Linked DNA regions of Mus musculus: region 2 is linked to region 1. A link is a contact called in public HiChIP or PLAC-seq data. All regions are on one chromosome and are shown on one strand. The core of a region is the stretch at or near the end of the contact, and the rest is flanking DNA. Distances in the headings are between cores, read along the strand shown. Region 1 overlaps Ilrun (inflammation and lipid regulator with UBA-like and NBR1-like domains). Region 2 overlaps Mapk14 (mitogen-activated protein kinase 14).

What was found. HiChIP or PLAC-seq counts read pairs in DNA pulled down with a chosen protein or histone mark.
Region 2: a FOXA1 HiChIP or PLAC-seq map of pancreatic cancer cells shows a contact between it and region 1. The contact joins two enhancer-like sites.

What each region holds. Positions count from the first base shown.
Region 1 is chr17:27,798,334-27,804,452 of GRCm38.p6, reverse strand. The region is part of intron 1 of Ilrun (inflammation and lipid regulator with UBA-like and NBR1-like domains); the gene reads left to right. Among named protein-coding and RNA genes, the nearest start is that of Ilrun, 19 kb to the left of the region's middle. Within about 2 kb of position 4,247, at least 231 of the 459 cell types and tissues checked have an H3K27ac peak or open chromatin away from gene starts, as enhancers often do. A contact at or near this core is called in pancreatic cancer cells, where this site is marked.
Region 2 is chr17:28,694,355-28,700,543 of GRCm38.p6, reverse strand. The region is part of intron 1 of Mapk14 (mitogen-activated protein kinase 14); the gene reads right to left. Among named protein-coding and RNA genes, the nearest start is that of Mapk14, 6.1 kb to the right of the region's middle. Within about 2 kb of position 2,548, at least 185 of the 459 cell types and tissues checked have an H3K27ac peak or open chromatin away from gene starts, as enhancers often do. A contact at or near this core is called in pancreatic cancer cells, where this site is marked.

The DNA of each region.
Region 1 (6,119 bases), core at 2,998-5,497:
GCCTGCTGATACATCTGCCTGGAGAGTTTGGGGTTTTTTGATATGCAGCCTTTGTGGTCTGGGCAGGCCTTGAGTTTATTGTGCACTCTAGGCTGCCTTAGACTTAAGAGCATCCTTCAGCAGCATGAAACTGGGGTTCCAGGAGTGGACTGGAATGTTTGTTTTTAAACCTGTAAGTTTCTTCAAGAGTCTCACGCTGAAGCAGGGGTTCCAAAACAGCCTGAGCTACATGGTAGCCCCTCTCTGAAAGAGTCCCAGGTATATTTGCTTATCATGTTCTTTGTGTGTGTGTGTGTGTCTGTGCACCATGTATGTGTGTACCTGGGACACTTGGAGGCCAGAAGAGGGTATTCAGTCCCTTTAATTAATCTTTAATTTAGGACTTTCTAAAATGTTTTATTTTGTGCATTTTGCCCACCTATGTTGTGTGTACATGCATGCCTGCAGCCCAAGGAGGCCAGAAGAGGGCATCAGATCTCTGGGTCTGGAGTTACAGAGGATTGTGAAACCACCACGTGGGTACTGGGAATCGACCTTGGGTCCCTGAACAGTGACTAGTGCTTTAATCACTGACTGTGGTCTCCAGCCCTGAGACTTTTTTTTTTTTTTAAAAACCTGTATGTAGAGTTTAAGCTTGCTGCCTCTGAGTGCCGACATTGTTGACAAGTGTAGCATCGTAATTAGATTTAGATTAAGCCATGGTTTTCTTGTTTTGTTAGAAACAATGGCTAGCAGTTTGTCTTCCAGTACACCAAATGCTGTGTGAGCCGCAGCAGTCTGTCGCCCACAGGATCCACGGGTGAGCCTGAACTCCTTACAAGATGGTTGCACGAAGGTTCTTTCTTCTTCTTTTGTTAGTTGCAGTCTGAAGTAGGGATAGGACTAGTTTTTGTGATGAAACATCGTGACTAAAAGTCAACTTAGGGAGGAAAGAGTGTTCCCTCACATTTCTGTATATTTCCAGTTCATCATCAGAGCAGCAGGTCAGGAGCCTGGCTGGGGCAGGAGCTGATGCAGAAGCCGTTGAGGAGGCTGCTTACTGACTTGCTCACTGTGGCTTGCTCAGCCTGCTTTCTTGTAGAATCCAGGACCACCAGCCCAGGGATGACCCCACCCTGGGTCACAATGGGCTGAGTCCTCCTACATCAGTCATTAAGAAAATATCCTCTAGGCCTGCCCACAGTCCAGTTCTATAGAGGCATTTTCTCAGTTGAGTTCCCCTCCCCTCAAATGACTGTACCTCGTCAATTTATGGTAAAACTAGCATTCTCTAAAGGTACAGTTAATTCTCCTTTTGGAGTAAATGGCAACAGATTCTTTTTGTTTGTTTTTTGTTTTTCGAGATGGGGGTTTCTCTGTGTAGCCCTAGCTGTCTCTGGAACTCACTTTGTAGGCCTTGAACTCAGAAATCTGCCTGCCTCTGCCTCCCACCACTGCCTGGCTCAGTGACAGGTTTTTAAGAGAAGGTATCTCGTAATTAGCTCAGGCTGACCTCCAATTCATTGATCCTCCTTGAATTATAGGTGTGCACCACCACTCCTGCTGTGAAATTAAGGTTTTACCCTCTGCTTTGTTCTTCCTCCCCCTCTCCTCCTTTTCCTTCCTCTCCTTGTTTAACTTTGTGCCAGTCTTCCTCCCCTCTTCCCTTCCTTGTGTTGTACAAGCTGTGAACTCCTGAGTGAGCTGAGTTCACCTCTTTTTTTTTTTTAGACAATATCCTTTTCTTTTTCTTTTTTTTTTTAATAAAGATTTATTTATTTCATATATGTGAGTACACTGTCTTCAGACATACCAGAAGAGGGCATCGGATCTGATCCCTTTTACAGATGGTTGTAAGCCACTATGTGGTTGCTGGGAATTGAACTCAGGACCTCTGGAAGAGCAGTCAGTGCTCTTAACTGCTGAGCCATCTCTCCAGCCCCTGAGTTCCCTCCTAAGTGATGGGCTTGCAGCATAGACTGCCTACATTCTGGGCTGCTTTGTTTTAGCAAGGTCTCCCTCTAGCCCATGCTGGCCCAGTCTGGCACCACAGTGGTACAGCTTCTCCTGTTTCAGCCTCTGGTGTGCTGGATCACAGGTATCACCTGTGCAACCTAAGCTAGTCATAAAATGATAAGGACTCCTAGATTGGCAGTCAGAGCTACAGTCCCGGCTGACACAGTTGGGTCCCAAGGCCTGCCTGAGCTACAGAAGTGCCCGGCACTGCATTTAGTGAGTCCTTGCTTTAAAGGAAGAAAAGTAATTTTTCAAAGCCCATTTATTCTGAAATGCATAAAAAAATGTTTGAGTCGTTTTACACGTCTGAGCCCTCAATGCTTGTCTAAAGCATGTGATGCCTAGGGTATGAAGATGTTAACGGAACTCGAGTATGCAGTAGACCTTTGCAAGAGCTGTTGTTTGTTGCATTTGCAGTGCTGAGATTGAACCAACCTATAATACCATAACCTTTATTTCTAGGGAAAAACTGTTGGATGGCATACCATGGCATATTTATGGTGGTCAGGGACAACTTGGTTCCTAGGTCCCCTGTAGGACCTAGGGACCAAGCTCAGGCTGCTAAGGTGATAGCATATAATTTATCCAGTATGTCTCCCTCGATCTAGTATATAGCTTTTATTTTTTTTTGTTTTATTCCATTTATTTCTTTTGTGTGTATATTTGTTTGTGCACGTGTATCAAGGCTGTTATGTGGAGTCAGAGGACAGCCTGCCTCTCCTCTCCCACCTTGTACTCAGGCCGCCGTGGTTGGAACAGATGCTGGCACTTGCTAAGCCATCTTTATGGTCCGTGTGTGTGTGTGTGTGTGTGTGTGTGTGTGTGTATGTATGTACATGTGCGTGTGTCCTTGTTGATGTGTGCACACAGTGCCAGGGCTGTGGAGGCCAGTAGAGGGTATGTGGTTCTATGGTTGTGATTGTCTCATATATAATGTTTGTGTGCATGTATGTCTGTGCATCATATGCATGCAGTACTCTAGGAAGCCAGAAGAGGGTGTTGGAGTCTTTGGAACTGAAGTTACAGACTGAACTTGTGGGTGTGGGGAATTGAACCCAGGTTTCTTTGCAAGATCAGTAAATATTCTTCTATCCAGCCCTGTATGGAACTTTGGGTTTTGTTTTTTTGGTTTTTTTTATGTTTTTATTTATTTATTTTTTTTTTTTGAGACAGTCTTTATGTAGTACTGGCTAGTCTATAGCTTGCTGTGTAAACCAGGCTGTACTCAGATTCACAGACATCCTCCTGCCAGTCCCTCCCGAGTGCTGGGATTAAAGACCTGCACCCCTACGCCCTGCCTGTATGTAGCTTTTTAAAGTTACTTGTTTCATAACCACCGTGCAGTGGCCAATATCCACTGACTTCAGGTTGCACTTGCAGCTGAGGTGAGTGGCCTGCTCCGGGTTTGTTAGTGTAGTAGCTAGCGTTGGGTGTGTTGCACACTATAGAACTTACCTTTTTAAAGCTTGGAGACAAGCATACGGTTGGTTACTTCCTCTGTGGATGTTCTCTTATGTGGACATGTGTATGCCAGAGCTTGCTTTCATATCATCTCCAGAGATGGCATGGCCAGCCGGCACGTTCCTCAGGGGAAATGAAACTAAGCCACTTTGAGGCTGGTCCCTATGGGAAGCACAGTGTCCCAAGATCTCACAGGCAGGAATTCTTAGACACAACAGAAACATTTAATCAAAGAGATTGTAAAAGGTATATGATATTTCTTAGCAAAGCCCATAAATTCTGCCTTTATTATATTTCCTAATTTTTACAGCAATAACAGCTAAATTATAGGATAAATTGTGTATTCAGATACTTTTTGGCAACTTTAAAAAAATCAAACCTTTGTATTTTTTAAACCAAGAAACACCTCTTTGACAGTCTTAGGATCAAATCAGTTTGAAATTCTGCTTAGTTGCAGATTTATCTGCTCATACCATAACTCACTATCTGAGTTTCATGACAAACCAGAACCGTGTGTAAGGAGCGCTGTGTCTGGACATGCTTTGTGCGGTCATCCTGTGGTGTTTGGGGCAATCCACATTGTCTCCTCACAGTGGCTCAGAATTTCCAGAAACTGTAGTTACCATAGATACAGCGATTGTAAATCATTTCAGGAAATTAAATCCAGCGACCAAAACAAGGAGTTATTCTAAACCTGCTCTTTTGACCGAAACGTGAGTTGTTGGACCCCGAGGTGTGTGACGGAAGTGACTCAGCAGAGTGCAGCCTCAGGTTACATGCACAGTCTGCCTTTGTCCTCCTGAGTACACAGTGCAGTGCACATACACAGCACCGCCCTCAGACTTCGCCTCAGAGGTTTGCATTGCAATAAGTTCCTGTAACAATGTGGCTTCCATCTGCAAATTCATCTTAATACTTAGCAGCTTGAACCTGGACTGACTGAGGCAGATTACAGGGTCCTTCTGGGGACCCCTGCTTCCGGAGCACTTCCATCTTCACAGGAAGGAGGAGTGCCTTCCTGCCTTGGGCCTTGTTCTCCTCAGACTCGAGTGCTACCCGAGTGAAAGCAGACAGGAGGCCTGGCCAGAGCAGATCTGCTGCTAACTAATTGGATTTCCCTTTGCAGTGTGCCTTGGTGTGTGTGTCCGAGAGCAGAGGACGGCCACACTGGGGGTAGAGCATATGTTCCACAGCATAGGGGCTCCACAGGGCTAATCCTGCCAGGCTGTGGTCCTCCTTACAGTTGCACACTATGTCATTAGAATGAGTGTTTTATGCTTAGTGGCCTGGTGTTTTTCTTTTTTCTTTTCTTTTCTTTTTTTCTTTTGTGTGTGTGTGTGTGTGTGTGTTTCACTACTGGGGTTAAGACTATGGCTGTGTGTATACTCAACACTACCCCTGAGCTGTTCCCTCTGCCCAAGAAAAGCATTTTTTTTTAAAGATTTATTTATTATTATATATACATACACTGTTGCTGTCTCCAGACACACCAGAAGAGGTGTCAGATCTCATTATGGGTGGTTGTGAGCCACCATGTGGTTGCTGGGATTTGAACTCAGGACCTTTAGAAGAGCAGTCAGTGCTCTTACCTGCTGAGCCATCTTGCCAGCCCCGAAAAGCATTTTTTTTAACTCTGTAGATTTTTCTCTCTTTTCTTTTCCATCCCTGCCCTCTGCATTTACTGTGTGCATGTGTGTGACTACATAGTAGCCACAGCTCATGTGGCAGTCAAAGGAGTGCTTGTCAGGAGGCAGGCAGGCCTCTCCTTCTGTTAGTCAGGTTGTAGTGGCTAGCACATTGTCAGGCCTGGCACCAAATGCCTTTACCTAGTGAGCCATCTTACCAATCCCCTTCATATCCTCTCTGCTTTTGGGGGACTGGTGTCTCATATTGTAGCTCAGTCTAGTAACCTAGAACTTACTGTGTAGCCCAGGCTGGCCCCAAACTCCTGACAGTCCCCCTACCATAGCCTTTTGAGTACTGCGACTACAGACATCAACTCCCATGTCTGACTAGATGTTTCCTTTTGCTTTAGTTGATCTAAATTTCCCTGTACCTGAGAGCAGGCAGGGTCTCATGTGGCCCTGGTTAATAATCTTGAACTCGATATGTAACAGAGGCTGGCCTTTTAAAACTCCTGCTCCTTCTGTCTCTGCTTCTCGTGTATTGAGCTTACAGACATGCAGCACAATGCCCAGCTTGTAGTTTCAGTTCTTATGTTTTCTAATGTGTATGGGTATTTTGCCTGAATCTGTGTAGTAAAACACACACACACACACACACACACACACACACACACACACAGAGACACAGAGTGTGTTAGCTACAAAGTGGGTGCTTGGTATTGAACCAGGATCCTCTGAAGGAGCAGCAAGTGCTCTTCACCACTGAGCCGTGTCTCCAGCCCTGTGTGTGAGTAACAGTGCTTGCTCCCAAGCCTGAGGACTGGAGTTCATTATCCGTAGTCACATGGTGTTGGGGAGAACTAGGTCTAACAAGGTGTCCTCTCATCTTCACGTTGTTCCGGCAGCGGTACATTCATGCGTTCATGTAAACACACACTTAGTTTTTCAAAGTTCATACAGCATTTTCAATTGTAACTTTTTTTGGGTGAGTGGGGTGTACAATCTTGCTATTGTAGCCCAGGCTGGCCTTGAACTTGT
Region 2 (6,189 bases), core at 1,299-3,798, 900 kb before region 1:
TATTTGAGATAGGGTCTCACTATATAGTCCTGGCTGGCCTGAACACTGTATATTTGAACTCTGAAAAGAGCTACCTACTGAAAGATTACAGTAGGAGAAAAAGGGCGAGAAAACCAGAGATAGCCGGGCATGATGGCACACGCCTTCAATCCCAGCACTCGGGAGGCTGAGGCAGGCGAATTTCTGAGTTCGAGCCCAGCCTGTTCTACAGAGTAAGTTTCCAGGACAGCCAGGGCTACACAGAGAAACCCTGTCTCGAAAAACCAAAAAAAAAAAAAAAAAAAAAAAAAAAAGTCAAGAAAAGAAAACCAGAGATGCTGGGAAAAGCACTACCTTCAGATTTGGACTTAATGCTAACATACTCAATAAGCTTTCCTTTCCAGAAACATTTACAAGTCCTAAGAGGAATCACGACAAAAGGAAAACAAAGTTATTCACATTCATTGTTTCTTCACAGCACTATACAGCTACCCACGTGGCCAACACACGATCTGTGCAAGCGGTTCTAACCACAGTAAGCTTGGGACCTCGATAATGCTTTCTCATGTTCTCCTGAAGATAATGACGGTCATGCTGAAGGAAGCCCCATGTGTAGCATTCCTCTCTGCTGACAGGTACAGTGTTCAAGTTAGCCTATAGGTTTTAGTCAAGACCAATTATTCTAGATATGTACTGTTGTGTAAAACGTTTTCAATTAAAGGTGACTAATTTCCAACCCTCCCCCAACATAAGGCACCACTTATAAGACAAATCTGGCTGTCACAATGGGAAATTGTCATAAATCTTAAGATTAGGGGACAACACTGCTGTTAAATATATAATACCCAGTCAGACCCACAACAAAGTATCACCCTCTGCTCAGAACAGGCACAAACCAAGAACCCTATGTTACACCATGTTTGGGGATGTAAAGAAGTTCAGAGATACCAAAAAAAAAAAAAAAAAAAAAAAAAAAAAAAAAAAAACAGATCACAATTTTTAAAACTCTCATGTGTATTGCATGTAAGTCTGTGTGGGGTGTTGGATCCCCTGGGACTACAATTAGAGACAGTTGTGAGCTGCCATGTGGGTCCTGGGAATTGAACCCAGATCCTCTGGAAGAACAGCCAGTGTTCTTAACCAGGCAACTATTTTTCCAACATCTCAGATAACACTGTTACTTTTTAAACCTTTTGCCTGGTATCAGTATCATTTAACATTGAGTCGCTCATTTCAAAAGAGATCACCCAACCATAGGGCACTCAGAACACGACATAAGGAATCAGAAACCTAAGCAAGCCAGACTGCAGCATCACACAAGGGCAGAACTGGGGAGACAGTTCAGTCAGAAAAGTGCTCCAGCAGCAAGTATGAAGGCTGAGTTTGATCCCAGTATCAACATAAACCAAACAACATCAGCAACAAAAAACAGGTAGGAGACGATGTGCCTGGAAACAGGAAGATTCCTGAGGACCTCTGGCCAGCTAGTCTAAGCAATCCATGCACTCCAGATCCAGTGAGAGATACTATCAAAAAATAAAGTAGAAAGTGATAGTCGACAATAACTGAAGTTAACCTCTGGTCTTTGCATATATGCAAACACACATGCAAGAACATTTACACACACACACACACACACACATACACACACACACAATCAGGTAATCACAACTATGTCAACACAAGATGTCAACATCAGAATTGCACAATGATTACTAGGGAGTTGGATTTTTCTTTCTTTTTTTACAGATGAGAAAGAACTAAAGTCTTCACTGGCAACTGGTAGATTAAACGATGTATTTCTAAACCTAGGTTCAAGGAAGTTAGAGCTAGCAAAAGCCCTAAGTGAAGTTTAAGGGGGAAGGGTAAAGAGGAGTCACCTACTGAAGATACTAAGAATAAAAAAATTATTTCTGGGAATTAAATTAGATCTGCTACAGGAATGCAGTAATACAAGATGAACTCAGTACTCGCACAAGCCAGACACCCCAAGCTGCGTGTTACAGGAAAGAGCAAAGGCCTGATTATGAGCATGACAATGGTCCAAGTGGATCCGAGCAAAGGGCTCAAGATCAAGACCAATTACTCTCACACCCCATTTAACTAAAACAGCCTCCCAGAGCCTTCACACATCAAAAGAGGTTTTGTTTTGTTTTCTGACCTCTTGTGGGCACACGCTGATGTCATCCTTTCCAGATCTGAATCACCAGATGGAAATGGTTCTCTGACACAGATTTCCAATACATACCCTGGCATCAAGCTGCCCTAGATTTGACAAGCTACTAGAATGTCACTTGAAAGGGGAAGGGCTGTCTTTAGAAATATAAAGGTAGTTTTGAGATGATGACACTGAACAATATGAAAGAAAGAAAAGCTACAAAGACTTCCAAAGCAACCTAGGTCTCTTCCTGCTTTTGTGTGTGCATGTGTGTAGGTCAGAGGTTGACCTTAGGTGCCTTCCACCGTGTTTTGAGAAAGGGTTTCTCACTGAATCTGGACCTCACTAACTTGGCTAGGCTAGCTGGCCAGCTAGTCCAAAGGCTCCACCCATCCTCCTGTCTCTGCACCCCAGCACTGAGCTCACACATGTGCTGTGTCCGGCTTTCACATGCTGTCTAGATCCAAGTCACGGCCCCATGCTTTCACGGCAAGCACTATGGCACCTCCCCAGGTCCCTTGCTTTCTTTGGACTTTATAAACAACGCTTAACACTACCAATACTAAGCTAAAGAACTTATGACAACAAAGGAGCAACTGCTGCTGTTTTAGGTAAGCTGTGGCCTGCAAGCTTGGGGACACAACCAGTATACACCTGCAGTAGGGCACACACACAGCTTCCTTCACGTCACAAGCACAGTGGCAACCCCACTAAGATCTACAAGGAGGAGGTTTTGAGGGAAACAAGGAAATCTGTAATCACATTGTTCAGTGTGACAGGAGCAAACATGTTCAGGGTCTACAGTTAGTCAGACAACAGGTCTAGACAGAATAAACATTTGTTCTATTACCTTTCTGTTATGTTGCCATGGGAACCTGTTTTCAGGAACTTACTTTCTGCAACCAGATGATAAAGCAGTGTGTGTAGGCGGGATGTGTGTGTGTGTGTGTATGTGTGTGTGCGTGTATAGAGCGAGCGAGAGAGAGAGAGAGAGAGCGAGCGAGCGAGAGCAAGAGAGCCAGAGAGTGTGCAGCACATGAAGACAGCCAAGACAGGACAGAGCAGAGCTGTTACAAGGTATCTGTAGACAGGTATTGGTCACATCTATTCAAGTTAACATTCCTTGGAGTCTTACAGACAAAAACATCAGTGCCAAGTAACACAATGAGGGAAAGGCAGGAATGGAAAACAGACACAGAACCAAAGATTAAGATAAATGTGATTTTAAATGCTCGGATACTCTGAGGAAGATACAAGTGACTTAAAATATGAGCAAGTATTAAGAAAAAGCCTGGAAGTCAAAGATGTTAGAAAACACTCAGCCTGCCAGCAGCTCCTCTTTCTTTTTCAGCTGAACTCAGCAGCTAATCTCTTTGATCCCTTCCTTTTGGCAGCAAAACCCTTCAACAACAAACAAACAAACAAAAAAAAAAAACAAAAAAAAATTTTGAAGTAAGCATGTTATTTAGAGAGCTGAAGTGGAGTACCCTGAATTTCCGAGCTCAACAAAAATTCTGGCTCTGGCACTTTTGGACTTGTGGATGAAGAGTACAGGGCATAGGTCAAGTCCCTGCCATGATTTATCTCTCTTGTGCTTACATAAACCACAAACAGTTTAGTTAGTGCCTCGATCAGTTAAGGAACAGAAATGAAAAGCTAGGGAGCTAGACCCCAGCTCTGCTCTGTCTGCAACCCACCTTGGCTTACTTTTTCAGCACAGAAGTTGGTCTTTACAAAGGCAAATATGACCAGGTAGGATTCCTAGCAGCTGCAAACCCTCCCCCTTCTGATTGCTCCCAGATCCATTCAGCTCTAGCTGATGGTCATACAGCACAGGGTCTTCTGTTAACCCCAGCTCATCCACAGAACTAGGCTAAAACGCCAGCCTGGAGGCTGGAGTGCAGCTCACTGGATCCCATGGTTAGTGTGCACCAGCCCCCAGGGTTCCGTTACTAAAGATGCAGAAGAGAGAGAGAAGGAAAAGCAACCCACCTACTCTAGAAAGAGAGGGACTGATAATGCCTTAAATGAAGATCATGATAAACCAAAGAATCACATTAAGATGCCAGTTAATACGAAAGTGACAGCATCCAGGGAACTCCTCGACATTTGAGTCCTAAGCTTTAAGGGTTTAGCACAATTCCCAACATTGTCCACAGAAGGCAAAGCCAACACATATCATCTCTGAGGCTGAATTAAAGAGAAATCAAAAGAATACTCCTCAATATTCAAAACTGAAAAGTGGCAGAACTCAGAGGCCTGGGGTGTAGTGCTCATCATGAGTGGGAAACGGAACTCAACAAAATAAACTCTACAGCTAGCTCAGCTGAACTCTCCTCCATCCATACAAACCATTGCCGGGAGCTGGGGAAGAGATGCTTAGTGGTTATGAGCACTGGCAAGGGCTTCTGGTGGCTCACAACCTTCTGTAACTCCAAGTCCAGAGGATCCAATACCCCCTTCTGGGCTCCAGAGGCACCAAGCACTTTGTGGTGTAGAAATACACATTCAAACAAAACATTCATACAAATAACAATAAATAAATCTAAACACATACACACACACACACACATACATACACACACACACACACACACACACACACACACACACCCTCTTGCCAATCATATTTGGTGGGCACTTTTTGTTTATTTATTGTTTTTCTTGAGAAAGGGCACTGAGTTCACTCTGCTGAGTGAGGCTAGGTTGGCCTCAAACCTAAATGCTTATTAAGACTGGTAACATCCAGTTAACTAGTCTACTTTTAGTCACAAAACAGTAAATGGGAGATAGGTCAGCTAAAGCAGCTTGGTGGCCCACTCCTATGACCCTAGCATTAGAGAGCCTCAGACAAGTGGATCAAGAGTTCAAGACCAGAAGGCTGTGTCCTGAAGGAAAGTAGGAAGAAAGGCAGGAAGGGAAGGAAGAGAGACCGGCTATTATTACAACTAATAGTAAAGGCCCAGCCTTCTCGGTCGTCAAGAGTGAAAAGTCATACCTAATTGTGGAGTTTTATTTTTTTTCCCTGGCTAATTAAAACTAATGGTGAATGGCTATTAATACTTAAAAAAAAAAAGCTTCATTTATTTTTGTTATATTTACTGGAATAATCTTGTCCTATATAGCATGCTAAATCAGATTTAGTTAGAAGAAATTACCATGTTTAGCTACAAGTTTGTTACATGTCTACATGCCGATCATAAACTAAGCATCTCCATGCCTACAACACAGCAAGCAACCCATAAAATGCAGCCATTAAATCCATCCATTCTTCTACAAGCCCAATGACAAAATGAGCTGTCTCGTTCTGTACTTTTAGCTCAAGAATCTAGCCTTGATTCTAGCCAGAGTTTGGTGTTATGTAATCCAGACTAATGAATAAATAGCTGTGAATGATCTAGAAGTAATTCTTAATTCTCACTCCCAAGGCATGGTACCCAAGTGTGTCCAGCAAGGGGCTGGAGAGCCCCTTTCCCCAGAGGAAAGACACTGACGTTCCCGTTTGTATTTCCTTAAATTCACCACAAAGATTTTCCCCTATGTCCCAAACCACACAATCAATGCTTTGCAACAATGTGGTCTTAATGATTTTGCTTGTTTCCCTTTTCAGGCAGTAAATACAGTTCCTTAAAACTTAGAGAACTTAGTTTAGTTCCCTTTACACTTTTAAAAAGAAAGATATTTGTAAAAACAAGCCAATTCTCAATTTCTAGACTCTCATTCAACTTTGAGTCACAGTTGGTAATACTACAGTTTGCTGCTTGTTTTTTGTTACTGTCGCTCACTGCATAATACAAATTAAAATTAATCTTAAACTTAAAAGAAAAAAATTAAGTTACAAATCAAAGTGTATCATGTCCAATTCAGAGATTCCTTTTTTGAAGAGACTTCAGGTCCCTCCTGACTTATTCCACTGTCACCAGTAGAACAGCCTCCTCTCTTCTCAAGAGCTCAGTTTAAATCCCCCTCAATTATATCCATTCAAATGGACTTCATTATTCCCCAACATCAAACTATCTCAGAGAACGAAGGTGAAGAAAGGGAACACAGGC